Linked DNA regions of Solanum lycopersicum: region 1 is linked to region 2. The links are chromatin contacts, called in public HiChIP or PLAC-seq maps. All regions are on one chromosome and are shown on one strand. Each heading gives the region's core, a stretch centred on a gene start, on an enhancer-like site or on the middle of the called end of the contact. The rest is flanking DNA. Distances are from core to core; before and after follow the strand shown.

Region 1 (3,969 bases), core at 1,398-3,897, 70 kb before region 2:
ATTTTGTATTCTATTTGTGTGTGTGTGTGTTTGTGTTGCATAACTATAAAATTAATACTCCTCATATTATTTTTGTATTTAAACTAAAAAAAATAAAATGCTGGAGTTATTAATAAATACATTATTAGAGATGTTAAGAGTTCTTTTTGTATCCAAGTTAAAAAAAATGTATGCATTTACAATAGCCCTTGCATCAAGTATAAAACATCTATTGAAACATTAAAAAATTTGAACAAAACTGTATTTTTCATAGTTCAATGTAGTCAGTCTGTCAACATTTATATATAAAAAATAAATATTAAACCATTAAAAATAAAACAGCCAATCAAAAATCTTCGAACAATCTATTATCATTTTTCGAAATCAATAACAAAAAAATTAAACAAATCCAAGGTAAATAATGTTTCTTACGTCGTTCATACTATATATGATTTTCAATGATAACAGAAGCCGTTTACAATTATTTACAAATTTTAATATCAAAATTTTATAATCAATTAGAAAAAGATTAAGGATGAAGCAATTAACTAATACATGATCAAATTTGTATTCAATTAATTTAATCAAACTCCCAATAGAAAAATCTTTCTCTACAGTTGTTTGTCGATGATTTTGTTGTTCTATTTCGTTAAAAATAATACTCAACAAACTAATTTTTTTAAATTAAAATATATTGATAATCGATAATGAGAGTACTGATCAGCTATGGAGAAGACCGATTAGTGTTTAGATTTTAAATTTTGTAACCGCTGAGATTTTTAAGCTATTCTTCCTTTTTTAAAAGATTTTTCTCTCCTAAATTTGTCCTTTTTGTTATCTAATAATTGTATTCATTCAATTAAAACAAATAATAAAAATTTAAATAAAATACATAATAAATTAAAATTTTGATATTTTTACTAAATACTGAAAGTGTTGACACTGGTCCTATTAAATGTTAAAATATTGACATTTTGAAAAAATTCCCTTTATTATATACTCTCTTCGTCCCATTTTATGTGAGGTATTGACTCGACACAAAATTTAAAAAATAAAGAAATTCATTTAAAATTTGTGATCTAAAATGAATGCTAAAAATTTGTGTGGCTATACATCTTTTCATTAAGGATAAAATGAATATTTTCAAATTAATTTATTACTTAATATATAAATATATTATTCTTTTTTGAACAAATTAAAAAAAATCATATAAATTGAAAAACTATGGAGTAGTAATCAGTTATAACCAAATGACCTCGTTATTGAATTGAAATGAAAAGAAAGTAGACATTCAAAGTTTTTAAGAAATAAGTGTATATTATAAATTGACTAGTCAGAAATGTTTCTAATAATTTTTTCCCTATTACATTGAGGTAAAAACTTTTCCCCCTTAACAAAGCGCTATCTCAATCTTTACTTCACAACCTTCATATTTTAGTTGATCGATGAATATCAAAGATAGACGTGTCATGTTGTATGCCCTTTAGTTGACATACATTCAAGATTGTAAGAAAAGAGTGTACATATGTGTACGGGGAATCCAAGGAAGTTACCTTTCATTCTGTTCAAAATATTATGTACCAAATATACTATACTATATAGTGTATATATATACTATAGACAATAACTTTAGTAGTGTAAGAAATGTTTCTAGTGTTTAGAGAAGTGACTATCGACATCATGTCTCATTGTTTGTTACTAAAAAATGTTGACAGCACTTGATATGTGTGTAATTTTAAAAGTTGTACATTATATTAAAGGGAAAATGATGTGTATAACTAAATATATACTCTCTTCATTTCATAAAAAATAATCTGATTTGACTTAATATAAAGTTTAACAGTATAAAGAAATTCTTTTGTATTTTTTGGTTCTAAATTAAAGTTAGGTAAAACGTATAAAATTGTCCTTTAATCTTGTGGCCTTAAACATGCCTAAAAATCTATTTTTAGCTGTAATTACGCGGGTCAGTTTTTTAGTTTTGTATAATTTGCACGTTTGTATAATTCAGAATTTGTATAACTTTTGTATAATTCAAAATTCGTGTAATATAATTTGTATATCCGTTTACACTTCTAATATTTATAATTGTATAAATTTGTTATTTCGAGTTTATACAAAAATAATTGAATTATATAAATGTACATGCAAATTATATAAACTTACGAATGATACAAACAAGATAACTTAAACAGTAGCTATAACCCAAAAATATGTAAACTATAGGTATAGAGCAAAATTAAATTTATTATATTGATTATTTGTAAAGTTTCTTTTTAATTAAATAAGTAAGTATCATACTTAGGAGTTACTAGTTAGGTCTTAGGTTCATATGTATAAAATATTTTTATAAAGAATCTTATTATAAGAAAGTCTAAAGATTAGCACGTGAGTCCTACTAATCTCTCCATTCGTATTAAAACAAATTTATTGGGCTTCTCATACACATACTTCCAAAAATAATCCTCTTTTTAACTATATCATCTTTTTTTAAAATTAAGTAATACTCTAAAAAAATGTAAATTTTAGAAGTTAATAAAATAATCAAAGTGAAAATTCAAAAAAAAGAAGTATAAAATAAAGAGTGGGGTCCACATGGGAAAATATCTCCTTGTATGTACCCCACGTGGGGACCACTTTGTCGAACAACCACGTGGTGCCTCGTGACAGGCACGTTCAAAACCCTAATTTCTAGGTTAAGTTTTAGTACTTCAATTTTTTACGAGAGAGACATTTGATCACGAAATTTTTTATCTTTTTCAAATTTAAACTTTATATTTCAATATGTTTGGTCATAAATTTCTTAAATTCAAATTGAAGTTGAATTAAAGAATTTGAAAAATAACAAAAAAATATATTATTTTTTCACTTCAAATTACATAAAAAATGAAAAAAGAAAATTATCCTTAAATGTATGGATAATGCTTTAAACTACTTGGTGATTTTGGCCAAAGTCATATGCGGCCACTCAAACTTGTCCCGATTATTCATTTAGACACCTGAACTAGGACTTATACCTATTGAACACCTAAATTATCAAGAAATGTGCCTATTAAACACAAAACGCTGATGTGGCAAAGTAAGTGTATCTCACTGCTGCTGAGCGCGTGAATGCATTTTTTTATTTTTTATATTAAATATTTATACCTACTTTGTTGACACTTGGCATGCATTGACTAAATATATATAAAAAAATTAATTTAATTAAGCATAAATCTTTTAAATCATAAAAAAAAAACAAAAAAAATCCACACTCATCTTCCTTAAACCCACCATTTTAAAAACTTCAAATTTCTCTGCTTTTGTTATGATTTTCTTTTTCATTTTTTGTAAACAAAACGTCTGCTGCATTTTCAAGAAGAAGAAAAACTGAAACATTTGGAGTTAAAAATTGACCAAAATCTGTACTTTTTTATTTTCAATAACTCCAATTGAGCAACTATCACCATTCATAAACTTATTAGAAATGCTATAAAATATTTGATATAATTTTAATTTCTCTTTGTTGTCGATTTTAAAATAATTTATCAAGGTCGATTGTATTTATAAAATCGGAATAGTCGTCAAAGGAATAACATATAATGAAGAAAATGAAAGAGAAAAACATTTGGTGGATGAATTCGAAATGAGATGGGGTTAGGCTTTTTTTTTTGTTATGAAGAGGAATGGTGATTATGGAACAAGAGAGAAGAAGAATTGAAGAAGAAGAGAATAAGATGAAGAAAAAAGGGTAGTAAGTTAGATGGGATGGGGTTAGGTGGGGGTGAGGTGAAAGATTTTTTTTTAATTAATTTAATTTTTTATATATTATTAAAGGAAGGAAAATATTCTTTATTTTTTAAAATTAAATTAATGGGCCCATGTGCCACGTGTCGTAGTTCTATTCGTACTTTTTGTCAAGATAAAGAGTGTGCATTACACGCACAATATTTGTAAAGATAGTTGTTATTTTATGTTCAATAGATAAATATTTATTAATATTAAAGTGTC
Region 2 (4,398 bases), core at 697-3,196:
ACTAATTTGTTGTTGAAGTCTAAAGATAAAAGTTTAAGTGCCTAAAATATTTGACTTTCAAATGCTATATAGATTCACACAACTTTTTAAGATAATCACTTTTTAATTTTAATTTATTTGTCTTTATTTTTAATTCTTTAAAGTCCGACCTTTTTATTTTTTTGATAACTTTTTATTTTAACTTTTCAGATGATATATTTAACATTATAAAATTGATGGTAATTTGATATACTTTATATATTCTTATAGTTTAAGATCACACAAGATTCAAAATTTTTTTTTGATTTTTTTAAACTCTGTATCAAGTCAAAATCAATCAAACAAATTGAAATGAAAGAAGATTGTGCATCAAGTTAAAACTAAATAAATAAATTGAAACGAAAATGTATTCTTTATTTGTGCATTGGTGATGTATAAATTGAGATGATTTATAGGTAAGTATTTAAAGTGAAAATTACTTCTATCTCTAGCCAAATAGTTGTTCTTTCATATTTTGTTTTATTAAAAAAAAAAGACTCTTTTTCTTTGACAAAAAATCAAGCTACGATGTTAACAATATCAAGGTTGGTAATACATATATTAAATGATTAAAGATATAAATATCTCCGAAAATATATAAAGAATGTAGAAGGTATTTTATAAGCAAATATTTCTTTAAAGAATTATATAATACATGATTAGACGTTATTTTAAATAAACCACATCAAAAGCGTACTATTTCTGTATAACAATGTTTGTCTGCTATTGACTTTACATTTTCTTAAGAAACTATAAATAAAAGAATAATTTTACTATATCACCCTTTGAATATCATAAATACAATGTTTTGAAAAATATAATAGAGAAAGAACTATAATTAATAATAAGAATAAATTAAAAAGTAAATATAAAATTATCAATTGATTTCATAAAATGGACAAATGTTATTGAACAAAGAAATATTAGATAAGAAATAATATGAATATAACTAATTATTACATTACTGATTTCAATATTATCATTTAACAATTAAACATTCTATTAAATATATTTTTTATACCTCCTATCAAATGATCCCTAAATGGTTAAAATAAAAAATGTTATTCACTCACAAATAATTGTTCATGATGTGAAAACACATAGGTGAATGACTAGTCTATGAATAGGAAAAAGTAATTTAGAGGATGAATTATGTGTCACATATGGAAACAAAACCAATTCAAAAATGATCATATAAACAAAATATGGAAAAGAAAACTGATAAAAAAGAGCCTAAAGAGAGCTAGAAAACTAGTTTCTATGATACAAAGTAATTTTATTTTTTCATATATAGGTCAAAAATAACTTATAATAAAGCATGCATTAGGTTTTAACTTTTTTAACCAATCAATATACAGCCAAAAACAGTCCTTTTTTTATTATTATATTTTGGAAAAAAAATGGACAGTTTGATTACTTCACTTTTTCCATGAATTTCAGTAAGCACTAAAAATTAGTTGTTATATAATATAATGGCATGTAAACAAAATTTAAAAAAGTGGGCTCCCTTTGCAGCTGTAGCCCCTTGTGTCTTTGCCTCCACACCTAACTTATCTTGTCATTTCTATAACTGAATTATTGTCATCTTATTTTCTATAATCGACAAAATATCTGAAATATATTTAAATTTAATTGAAAATATTATAATATTTTTAAATTTTAGGCAGAATTTATTATTCACACTATCTAATATTATATTTTAAAAATATATAGTTGTCTTTATAACGATATACTAATATTTATGATGTCCATGTAGACACCTATGTAGCTTTAGAACACACTATCAGATAATGCAGAGGTAATAGATTTTGCTCAAAATTTGAGATTGTTACAGCAATTTCGATCAAAGTTCGAATATATATAGAGAGTAATTTTTTTGTCTAGGGGACTCAAATGAATACTTAGACACTACTCATCCCTACTATCAATATGTTGTATTTCCTTTTAGTTGTAGGGCTATAGTGATTTTGGTCGATTCGTTATAAATAAATATCTAAATTTAATTTTTTTGTGATATATAATTAAGTATATTAATCTTTAATCATTTAAAATGTGTTTTTTTAATTTTTTCTAACAAATTTTTAGAATTATTAACCGTTCTACTATTCAATTACTCATATTATATGTTAACCTTGTAATATTATTTCAATATTTAACAATAATATATTTAAAAGTAGTTCAACTATAAAATTTTTCTTCATAAAGAGACTAATAACATATATTCAACTTATTATCTAAAAATTGAATAAATTGATCATATATTTGTCAATAATCGAAAGACAAAATGTAATATTATATTCTTCAATCTAAGAAGTAGATTAAACTTTTGGTTGTTTTATCTAAACTAAAAATAAAATAATTTATTTCAAGGAAAATGAAAAAAAATGTTTTTAAAAAAAAATAAAGAAGAAAAAGATAAGGTTGGTTCAGTTTATACATCATTTCTCCTCAATATAGTATACTTGTTCGTCCATATTTACATGTCTATTATATTAAAACATTTAAAAGAAAAATTAATCAGTTTATATACTTTTAATATTTATTATTAGTAGTTATTTTAATTCATTTTCAATGAATGAGATGATTTATATTTCTTCCTTTTCAATTGATATGTGTAATTTTAAGAAAAAAAGAAGGACTTCTGAAATTTATGGTCTAAAATAATTAATAGATATTTATTTGATTATGAATCTTATTAGTGAGAGTAAATGAATACTTTAAAGTCAAATCATTCTTTTTTAAACTTGTTAAAAACATGAATCATATAAATATGAACAAATGAGCATGAACTGATCGAATCGTATTATTGAAGATTGAGCAAGAAATAGCCAAAATCTTAAGCCTAGAACATTGCAGGCCCAACGCAATCCCATGGCCCAAATTTATCTCATCTAGGAAGAAAATGGCAATTTGATATTTTTTGGACCGCTAATTAAGTTTGGGGAAAATTATGGATTATAACAAATTATTAATTTGAAATGAATGTTCTACTATAATTTTATCTAATTCTAATTTGTAGCAAACATATTATCATTCTCTTCTCTCTCTCCAGAATCTCGGTCGCCATTCTCAATTCTCTCCCTTGTCTCTCTCTCTCTTTTAACAAATAAATGTATAAATTGTGTTTGTGTTTGTATAAAGCGACAGAGACTGTATATACAAATATAAATACATATCTCACCGTCCTATACACTTATAATTCTAATACAAATCTTTCTCTACCCCGCTTTTGCCTTTGCCTCTCTCGCTTTATACAAACAAAAATTATACGAATACAATATACAATTTGTGTTTGTATAAAATGAGAGAGAAATTTGATATACAAATACAAATATTGTCATTCGATTCAATTGTATATAAACTCAAATTTATGTAGATATACAAACATAATCATTGATACATATACATAGTAATTACATATATACAATTATCTAACCTAGATTATATAAAATTCACCCCTCTTCTCTCTCGCTCACCTCTCTCCTAATTTTATTCGTCATCTAGCTTAACACAAAGAACATATACATATACAAACACAACTTTCATAGTCAAAGACGTCCAATTTATACGAATCTCCGTAATTTATACAAATCAAATGCATAACAAACTACGTTTACTATGAATTGTAAATAACAAAACTATAACCTATAGAATGTCTTTTGTGTTTGCTATTCCAAGAAATTACTCATTAAACAATGTTTGATTAATTTTATAAGTTGATCAACTTTCTAGCTTCATTGATAATACTCGAAATATTTATAAGTTAACAAGTTAGAACTTTTTAAGTTGTATAGTGGTACAAGTATTTCTTGAACTTCTTGTGTTCTCCTTTTTTTTTTTTTTGGGTATAGTATAATAAGCAAATTATATACAAGGAATTTTTTTGATAGTTTTATGAATTTTAAGCAAAAAATGTTCATTCTGAAAGTAGATGGAGTAATCAAGCGATATTTTGAAGTTGAATATTATGTTTTAACTATATGCAAATTGTATTAAATCTCATTCATGTAAAATAAATTCAAATTTGATACATATATTTCGTATATCATAAAGAAAATAAACAAAATAAGGAAACAGTCTCTCACTCTAGTTCATTTTGATTTGATATGAATGTAAAAATAACTTTTAAATCTTATAATCTTAAATTAAAATATACAAAATATATTAAAAATATTTTTTAATCTTATAATATAAAAACTTGTCTAGCGAAAAATTGAAATAAAAAGAAAATCGAAGGAGTGAGGGAGCGTATGTTATCTGCTAAAACCATTAAATGGTAGCATTAATCACACATGAGTATAAATTGAATGAGAATTTGATTCTTATAATACATATTTATTTTATTTTTGGCTATTTTCATCACTTGTCAAATTCATGCAT

Evidence for each region. HiChIP or PLAC-seq counts read pairs in DNA pulled down with a chosen protein or histone mark.
Region 1: an RNA polymerase II HiChIP or PLAC-seq map of leaf shows a contact between it and region 2, with 5 times the contacts expected there. The contact joins two enhancer-like sites. A contact is called at or near these places in 1 of 8 Hi-C or Micro-C datasets (leaf) and 1 of 1 datasets of contacts at active chromatin or transcription factors (leaf).

The regions. Positions count from the first base shown.
Region 1 is chr4:51,746,714-51,750,682 of SLM_r2.1, reverse strand. No RefSeq gene overlaps it. Among protein-coding and RNA genes, the nearest start is that of LOC138348169, 13 kb to the left of the region's middle. Within about 2 kb of position 2,647, at least 2 of the 2 cell types and tissues checked have open chromatin away from gene starts, as enhancers often do. A contact at or near this core is called in leaf, where this site is marked.
Region 2 is chr4:51,675,654-51,680,051 of SLM_r2.1, reverse strand. No RefSeq gene overlaps it. Among protein-coding and RNA genes, the nearest start is that of LOC101261613, 21 kb to the right of the region's middle. Within about 2 kb of position 1,946, at least 2 of the 2 cell types and tissues checked have open chromatin away from gene starts, as enhancers often do. A contact at or near this core is called in leaf, where this site is marked.